Linked DNA regions of Mus musculus: region 2 is linked to region 1. Evidence: chromatin contacts called from public HiChIP or PLAC-seq data. All regions are on one chromosome and are shown on one strand. The core of a region is the stretch at or near the end of the contact, and the rest is flanking DNA. Distances in the headings are between cores, read along the strand shown. Region 1 overlaps Pde4d (phosphodiesterase 4D, cAMP specific). Region 2 overlaps Pde4d (phosphodiesterase 4D, cAMP specific).

What was found. HiChIP or PLAC-seq counts read pairs in DNA pulled down with a chosen protein or histone mark.
Region 2: a contact with region 1 is called in a FOXA1 HiChIP or PLAC-seq map of pancreatic cancer cells. The contact joins two enhancer-like sites. A contact is called at or near these places in 3 of 39 promoter capture datasets (hippocampal neurons, liver and pre-B cells), 12 of 484 Hi-C or Micro-C datasets (the AML12 cell line, CD4 T cells, adipose-derived mesenchymal stem cells and 3 more), 1 of 115 datasets of contacts at active chromatin or transcription factors (pancreatic cancer cells) and 1 of 9 other capture datasets (liver).

What each region holds. Positions count from the first base shown.
Region 1 is chr13:109,553,337-109,557,055 of GRCm38.p6, reverse strand. All of the region lies in intron 3 of Pde4d (phosphodiesterase 4D, cAMP specific), which reads right to left. Among named protein-coding and RNA genes, the nearest start is that of Gm32703, 110 kb to the right of the region's middle. Within about 2 kb of position 1,330, at least 11 of the 459 cell types and tissues checked have an H3K27ac peak or open chromatin away from gene starts, as enhancers often do. A contact at or near this core is called in pancreatic cancer cells, where this site is marked.
Region 2 is chr13:109,897,376-109,900,990 of GRCm38.p6, reverse strand. The region is part of intron 7 of Pde4d (phosphodiesterase 4D, cAMP specific); the gene reads right to left. Among named protein-coding and RNA genes, the nearest start is that of Mir1904, 4.6 kb to the left of the region's middle. Within about 2 kb of position 1,345, at least 22 of the 459 cell types and tissues checked have an H3K27ac peak or open chromatin away from gene starts, as enhancers often do. A contact at or near this core is called in pancreatic cancer cells, where this site is marked.

The sequences.
Region 1 (3,719 bases), core at 81-2,580:
AGTTTCTTCACACCATCTGCACTCTGTTTATTTGGTTTCATTTTCAGCCTTTTCCTTTCTTCTCCCTTCCCATTGCCAGCATGCGTGAGTGCCCACCGCTCCTGTGTTCTCACCTTAGTCATCCCTCCCCTGCCCCCAGTGATATTGTTGACTTGAATGACAGCCACCACCTCTCACCATGGACATCTCCCAGGAAAGCTCACTGGTTCAGCTTGCTCTTCTGAACTCTAGACATGTCTGCATACCTGGTACACACAGAGCTCCACCTGAGAAGCTCCCAACCAGGGAGCACCACCAGAGAGCACCATCAAGGAACTATCCCTCCTCCAGGCCTCTCTTGCTGGGTTCTGTCTTATTTGTATCCTGGGGAAACCCCTAACTTCTTTCCCAGTCCTGCTTCCTAGCCAAGTACTGCCAAGTACTGGGGCATCTAGACTTCACAGCTTCCCTCCATCTCTTCCATCAGCTCCTTGTCCTGTACCTATAAAATGGTTCTGCTCTTCATCTACATTGCCATTTGCAACACTCTTTTAAGTGGTTCTCTGCCAGCTTTGCAAACAACTCTATACAATGTAGTTACTGGGTTAAAACAAAACAAAACAAAAACCAAGTCAGGTCCCCATGCAACGCTAGCATTGCTGCTTATTGGTGTGAGCCCTGGTATTCTTACCTGACAAACAAGGACCCACTCATCAGCATACTGAACGTTGCTATGCCTCTTTGCACACAATTTCAGTGTTCTCAGACTAGACAATAGTAGCCCCCTGCTTCCCTAAGACACATGGAGGTGATTTCCCCACAAAGGCATAAAGCTAAGACCAGTAACTAACATGACCGGATAAACTTCAGCTCATCATCGAAAGACCTTCAGCAGGTGTGGCCTTACATAAGATGGCTGGAAGGAGATATACGGGAACATGACAACTGTGGAGGAGTTATAAGACATTTAGAAAAACACCAAAAGTGAAAGGCAGGAGGAGCAAAAATCACATACACTAAGTGGATAAGAATCGCAAAGGAATACAAATATTAAAAAAAAAAGACATAGGAAGTGAATTAAATTTCATTGCAACTTTCTCTTAATAAAATTATAACGAAATTTCTCAATCAATTAAAATACACAGAGATGTTAATTAAAGGAGTGCTTTTCATTATCTTGTCCTGACAGAAGACAGCAGGATAAGACAATACTAAGTAAGGATTTGCAGAAGCCAACTGTGCTAGGAAATTAAACAGGGGCCACCAAGTAGCAAGGCGATGCCAGGCCATGAGGTCTGTTACTATTCAAGCTTACTCATGACTAATGATTTACCCAAAGGTGTACCTTGGGTGAGATCACCCCAGCATGACCTCGCTACCTCATGCTGAGTCGTCTGGACAGTTGGCTGCACCCCTCTTCCTTCATCTGGGGATGCCTTCCCCGATAATGCCCGTTTCCTGGTTGCATGGGCTTTCCCCCATGTTTCCTGAGGTGTCCAGGGCCCTGGCTTTCCTAGTAAACTCTTACAAATGATGACATCTTGTAGTCTAGAAACCAAGAGGCTTGCCTGCACCTCCATCAGAAGATTCCCGTTTCTCTTTTCCCTAAAAGAGGAAGAAGCAGGAGGACTGGAGCAGGACTTAGAGCAGAAGCCTCTCTTTTCTGATGACTGCTTGAGTAGTGAGTCACTCAAAGCCTAAGTCTTAACCCATTCTCTGTGCACCTTGGATATATAGAACCCTTACTATTATAGACAGCATGTATATTATTATTCTTATGTATCATAGACAACATATTATAACAGTATGATAACAGAAGAGGTAGGAAGAGCAAGGAGAGCAAATCCCTGTTAATGAGATCATTGTGCAGGCAGAACTTCCATTGTTAAGTATTTATTTGGATTTTACATCTACAGACCCTTGTATCACTGATGCAGAGCCTTTTGAGTATATGTAAGAACTACAGTCTCCGTGGTTAGTCACTAAAATCAGTGAGTATTTATTTTATGGCTAGAGTGTACATAACACAGTTCAGGGTTCACCTAGGGATCTTTTATTGAAATTTGATAAAACACATTTGTCCATTAGATTCTATAAATTAAGAGTCAGAAAGAAGACAGTAGAAATGATAGGAGCAAGACGGATCCACATTAAATTGGAACAGGAGTGTTCTTGCTGACATACAGGTGCCTACCATGTGGGATTCTCCCAGTGACCTGAACTTCTGGTCTGAATCTTCACTGACTGTGGTATTCCTTGTCCCAGAGGGAAGGCATGGTTAAATCAACACAAACACACCACCCCAAGTAAGGCTAGTTGCTAAAGAGACAGAGCAAAAGTTTTACTGGGTTAAGACCTGTGAAGGATGGCAACGTCATTCCCAGGCTGTTCTGAGGGTGGAGAAAGGCAGCCACTAAAGCCGCTTAGACTCAATCAGTGACTTTCTCTTACAGTGTGTGGGCAAAGAAAGGTTCATCCATGACAGCAAAGTCACTACAAGGAAATTGTCACAATCATGTCATCCTCTGGGTTTGTCATCAGTAGAGCAAGCAAATGCTCTGCCAAGTCAAGAGAGCAGTGTGTCAGGGAGACTCCGCTAGGAGAATCAAGCAAGCAGTCCTATGTAGATATTTCATTCCACTTCCGTTCCGGATGTTATTTACTTTGGACACAGTGTCTTTGACACCTTGGGATGTCAAAGGATCTCAGGCCACTTAGGACACATGCAAAGATAATGCAGCAAGAATATCTATAAGGAACTATCAATGTGTGTGCTGTAAGTTCACATGCTATGAATTTACATCTCAGCAAAAGGAGAAAATCGAAGAAAGGAGAAAAGCCTTCAAAGAAGAAATCTGTTTTTGTTTTGTTTTTTGGTTGTTTTTTTTTTTTTTTTTTTTTTGTCTTTTCAAGACAGGGTTTCTCTGTGTAGCCCTGGCTGTCCTAGAACTCACTCTGTAGACCAGGCTGGCCTCGAACTCAGAAATCCGCCTGTTTCTGCCTCCCGAGTGCTGGGATTAAAGGCGTGCGTCACCACGCCCGGCTTCAAAGCATGAATCTGAATATGTACGGGCCTTACTTTCCATCCTGCTAAGCCTTTTTCTGGCTTGCCTTCTTGGTACTCACTTAAAAAGGTCTTTAATTTTTTAATTTTTATTATTATTTATGTATTTATTATAGTAACAATTTTATTTATTTATAATTGTGTGTATGAGGTTGTATCTGCACTTGCATGTGTGTGTGTGTCCATGCATGCTAGTGTGTGTATATGTGTGTGTGTGTGTGTGTGTGTGTGTGTGTGAGAGAGAGAGAGAGACAGAGACACACAGAGAGACAGAGAGAGAGAGACAGACAGACAGACAGGGAGAGGGACAGACAGACTGACAGACAGTCAGACAGACAGAGAACACACACACACACACACACACACACACACACACACATAGAGAAAGAGAGACAGAGACAACCCATGTGTCCGGTGAGCTGAGAGGACATCTTGCAGGGCACAGTTCTCTTCTGTGTTTGATCCCCAGGATCAAACTCAGCTTGTTAGGCTGGGAAGCAAGTTCCTTTACCCACCAAGCAATGGCAGCTACTATCGTTCTTTGGATAGAAGACGAACTCCCTGATAACGTCTATAAGGCTGCATCTCTGCTGGTCCTAAGCATCTTCTTTAGCGTCATCCTGCAAAGTGTCCTTCATCTCAGTCACAGAGGTCTTCTTCAGCAAGCTGTCCTCTT
Region 2 (3,615 bases), core at 96-2,595, 340 kb before region 1:
CAGGGGACCTCCCAGTGTGTGGCGTATACTTCCTACCCCCACCTTGGCGATCTTCATGAAAGCTTTCTGAAATCAGAAGTAGAATTCAGACCTCGGACCTAGCAGAATATGGCTCTATGTATTATATTTCAGTCTTTTTTTTTTTTATGAGAAACAGTAACTCCGGAAAGTTTCAATTTAATGTTTCAAGACACTTAGACATGGGCTTTGCCTTTAAGTGGGTGGTATAGCAACGTGAGGAGCAATTGGTTGCCAAAGATCCAGTTTATATTGAAGTCATGGCTTAGCCATTTTGACTATCAGAAATCAAGTAAGGTCACATACATACGTTCAAAAATGTTCCACATGCTCTCTATGTATTTAAAGAATGAAATTAACCTCCAGCATTTGTACATACTGCTGAGAGAATATTTACATACGGCGGAATAAACAAATTTCGTTTATAAAACCAATGCTGGGTTTGTCGCGTTAGAATTTACTTCTTTCAAACTCCGGGACTGAGACAGTGTGACAAGCTACAGTTTTTCAGGGTCATTATTATGTCTTCAAGTTCAGGCATTTTAAACCCCACTGTTCTAAGACAAGGCCTAACTGACCTTTCTATCCCTCCTCCCCTGGCGAGTGGGAGAATTCAATGTGGAGTTGCCAGCTATCCTACAGGAAATTGAGTCACCCCACCAAACAACACACCTAAATGCCATCGGCAGCTAGCTGGCCAAACACAGCGAACCAGTTTAATAGTGGCCTTTACCAAGAACACAGGTTGCATTCATTAATAGAGTGCCCCCTAGGGGGTCGTATATGCTGTGGCCCTACTTAAAAATATATATGAAAACTTTTCTATTTAACTGTGCGAATCTTGCTTCATTTGAGGGGCTACTGAGAGGAAAATGCCCCACCAAACGCTATTGGCTAAACTCCACGTGGACTGCAAAAGGGCTGTGTCACAGGCAGCTGTGGAGTAACAATAAACATCGGTGGGTTCTGTTATTCTGTGTTCTTCAAGGCACCCTGAGCTGTGCCATACCCAGGCGTCTGCTTCAACTCTCCTGGGTATAAGTAATACTCAATATTTGTGGGCCAGCACTTGGCTTCCGTCATAGTAATGTGCGCAAGGGTTCCCCTGACACATGGCCTGAAATCTTGCCAAGGACTCCAGGAGAGGATGCTGAAGCAGCAGCTTGTCTTTGAAAGGGAAAAGCGCCGTCAGCTAGGAGCCACAGCAGTTGGCCAGAGGCTGTACTCAGCCTCCTTGGGAAATGTTGGACCCATTACTCTTACCCACAACTGACTGAGAGGCAAAAAGATCTGTGCTACAGGACATGAAACTTTGTAAATGCTAGCTAGTTTCTTTGTCAATATTTGTGAGGCTAAAGGTCAGTATAAGTCTGTTGTCATTCCTAGAGAGGCCTACGGCCTACTACTAAAAACCAGATAGAGAGAGAGAGAGAGAGAGAGAGAGAGAGAGAGAGAGAGAGAGAGAGAGAGAGAGAGAGAGAACACAAACTTTGGGTGTCATTTGCAACTCTTCTTAAAAAGTCTTACAGAGCGATCACAGCTGATTCTGATTGCTTTTAAATTGAAACAAATACATCAGACAGCTTCTAAGAGAAAATGCTCGAACATGACTTTTTAATTAATTCCAGTTTCTCCTCAGCCAATCCTCACTTACATGTCCTTTGTTCCTAGTGAGAGAATTGATGGTGTCCGGAGGAGGAGGAGGTAGACTTCTGCCTCCCATGTGAGCTAGTCATTCTTTGGCTCTGCTACAGGGAAAGATCTGTCCAGGTTAGCTCTATTGCATTTTATCTGATGAGAAACACATGAAGGAAGGCCCTAGCTTCTCTCAGCATGTCTATGTAACATGTTGAAGCCTGAGAGCCAAGAGCAAGCTGCCCTCATTTCCTAGGATATTTCTGGAATCAACTTATTGTTTTGAAGTATTTTTAAATCTTATCAAATATATAAACTTTCACCCCTGGCTTCAAAGATATGTTCAAAGTGAAGATGTTGTGTCATTTTAATGAATTTTCTTCCTATTTGCCACTAGCTATGATTTTTTTTTCCTCCTAAAGTTGACAAGTGCTCTAGTAGAATTTTGCAAATGGATTGAGGTCTATTAACTTCTAATCTCATCAATAACTCAACGTTCATGAGACACTATGTGCCATGAACTTTATTAGAGTTTGAAGTGTGTAAGAGTGTGACCCTTATCCAATGCGAGACTAGAGCCCATCGTCGATGACAATTTTAGCACCATACAGTAGAAAAGGAAGGAGGAGAATAGGCTATGGGACAATAAAAGGGGGCATTCAAGTCACACTGGATACAAGTGGGGCAGGGAGACCTTAATCTTGAGAAAAGAAACTGAACATGGCTATTAATGGAGATTGTCAAAAGCACCCAGCACCTTCAGGCTAGTCTATGAGAGCCTTCTAGGAAACAACTGATGGAAGAGCCAGGAGCCTTCTGAAGTGTGAGCAGCATCAGACCATCAGCCAGGCGGCTAAGAAGGGTGAGAGCAACAAGCCACGTGAGCACCAGCTCTTCCCCTCTACTCCATGAGATGTGAGGCAGAAGGAGTTCCAGTCACACGCTCTTGCCTTCATGAGTCTCACCACACCTTCCGTATCTCCGCTGACTCTTCCTATATGTTGCCTATGTGGTTTAGTCAGGTATTTTGTTACAACACGATGTTAAGTAACTAATGCATAGAAGAGAACGGAGGAAGGCAGAAAGGATATTTCTAATCCAAACACCTGAACCTATAGACAGTTGAGGCTCATGGATGGGCACAGAGAAGGAATGGCCACAGAGAGCCTTGCTCAGGGGAAAGGGGCCTGGAAGGAAGTCTGAGAAATCTGACACATCAGTAGACACTGGCTATGCAAATCTCACTGATCAGCAGGTAGGAATGTTGGACTGTCTTCACAGGTCAGAGCTGCTGAATCACTCAGCTCACCGTGTGACGTGGGGATCTTGTCTTAGTTGACATGGAATACTCTAGGGTTGCACAACACATGAGATTGTAGGAGGTTAGGCCAGTGAATGAGAATATTACCTTTGGACATATTTATATTAGCATATTACTTTATAAGATTGTTTGCTTCTCTGGCTGTTACTCTAATCTAAGACAATCTCTGCACTAAAATCCCAGAGAAGCAGTTGGGATGGTGGCCCACGCCTTTAATTCCAGCACGAAGGAGGCAGAGGTCAGTGGATCTCTGTGAGTTCAAGGCCATTCTTGCCTACAAAGACAGTTACAAGCCAGTCAGGGTCACACAGTGACTTCGAAAAACCAAAACAAGCAAATCCTATGGAGGGGTTTGGTTCTTACATTTGTTAGACATAAATAGAAGGACTTGCCCAGTATGACTCCAGAGGGTACTTGCATTCTCTTTTTTAAAACTATCTCGCAAGTTACTTTCTGAAAGTATGGGAACAAGGTCATTGATGGGGAGAGTGAAAGAGAGAGAGAGAGAGAGAGAGAGAGAGAGAGAGAAAAAGGAGAAAAGGGAGAAAGAAAGATAATAGATGGATGGATGGATGGATGGATAGATAGATAGATAGATAGATAGATAGATAGATAGATAGATAGATAATTTGGCTTATGAG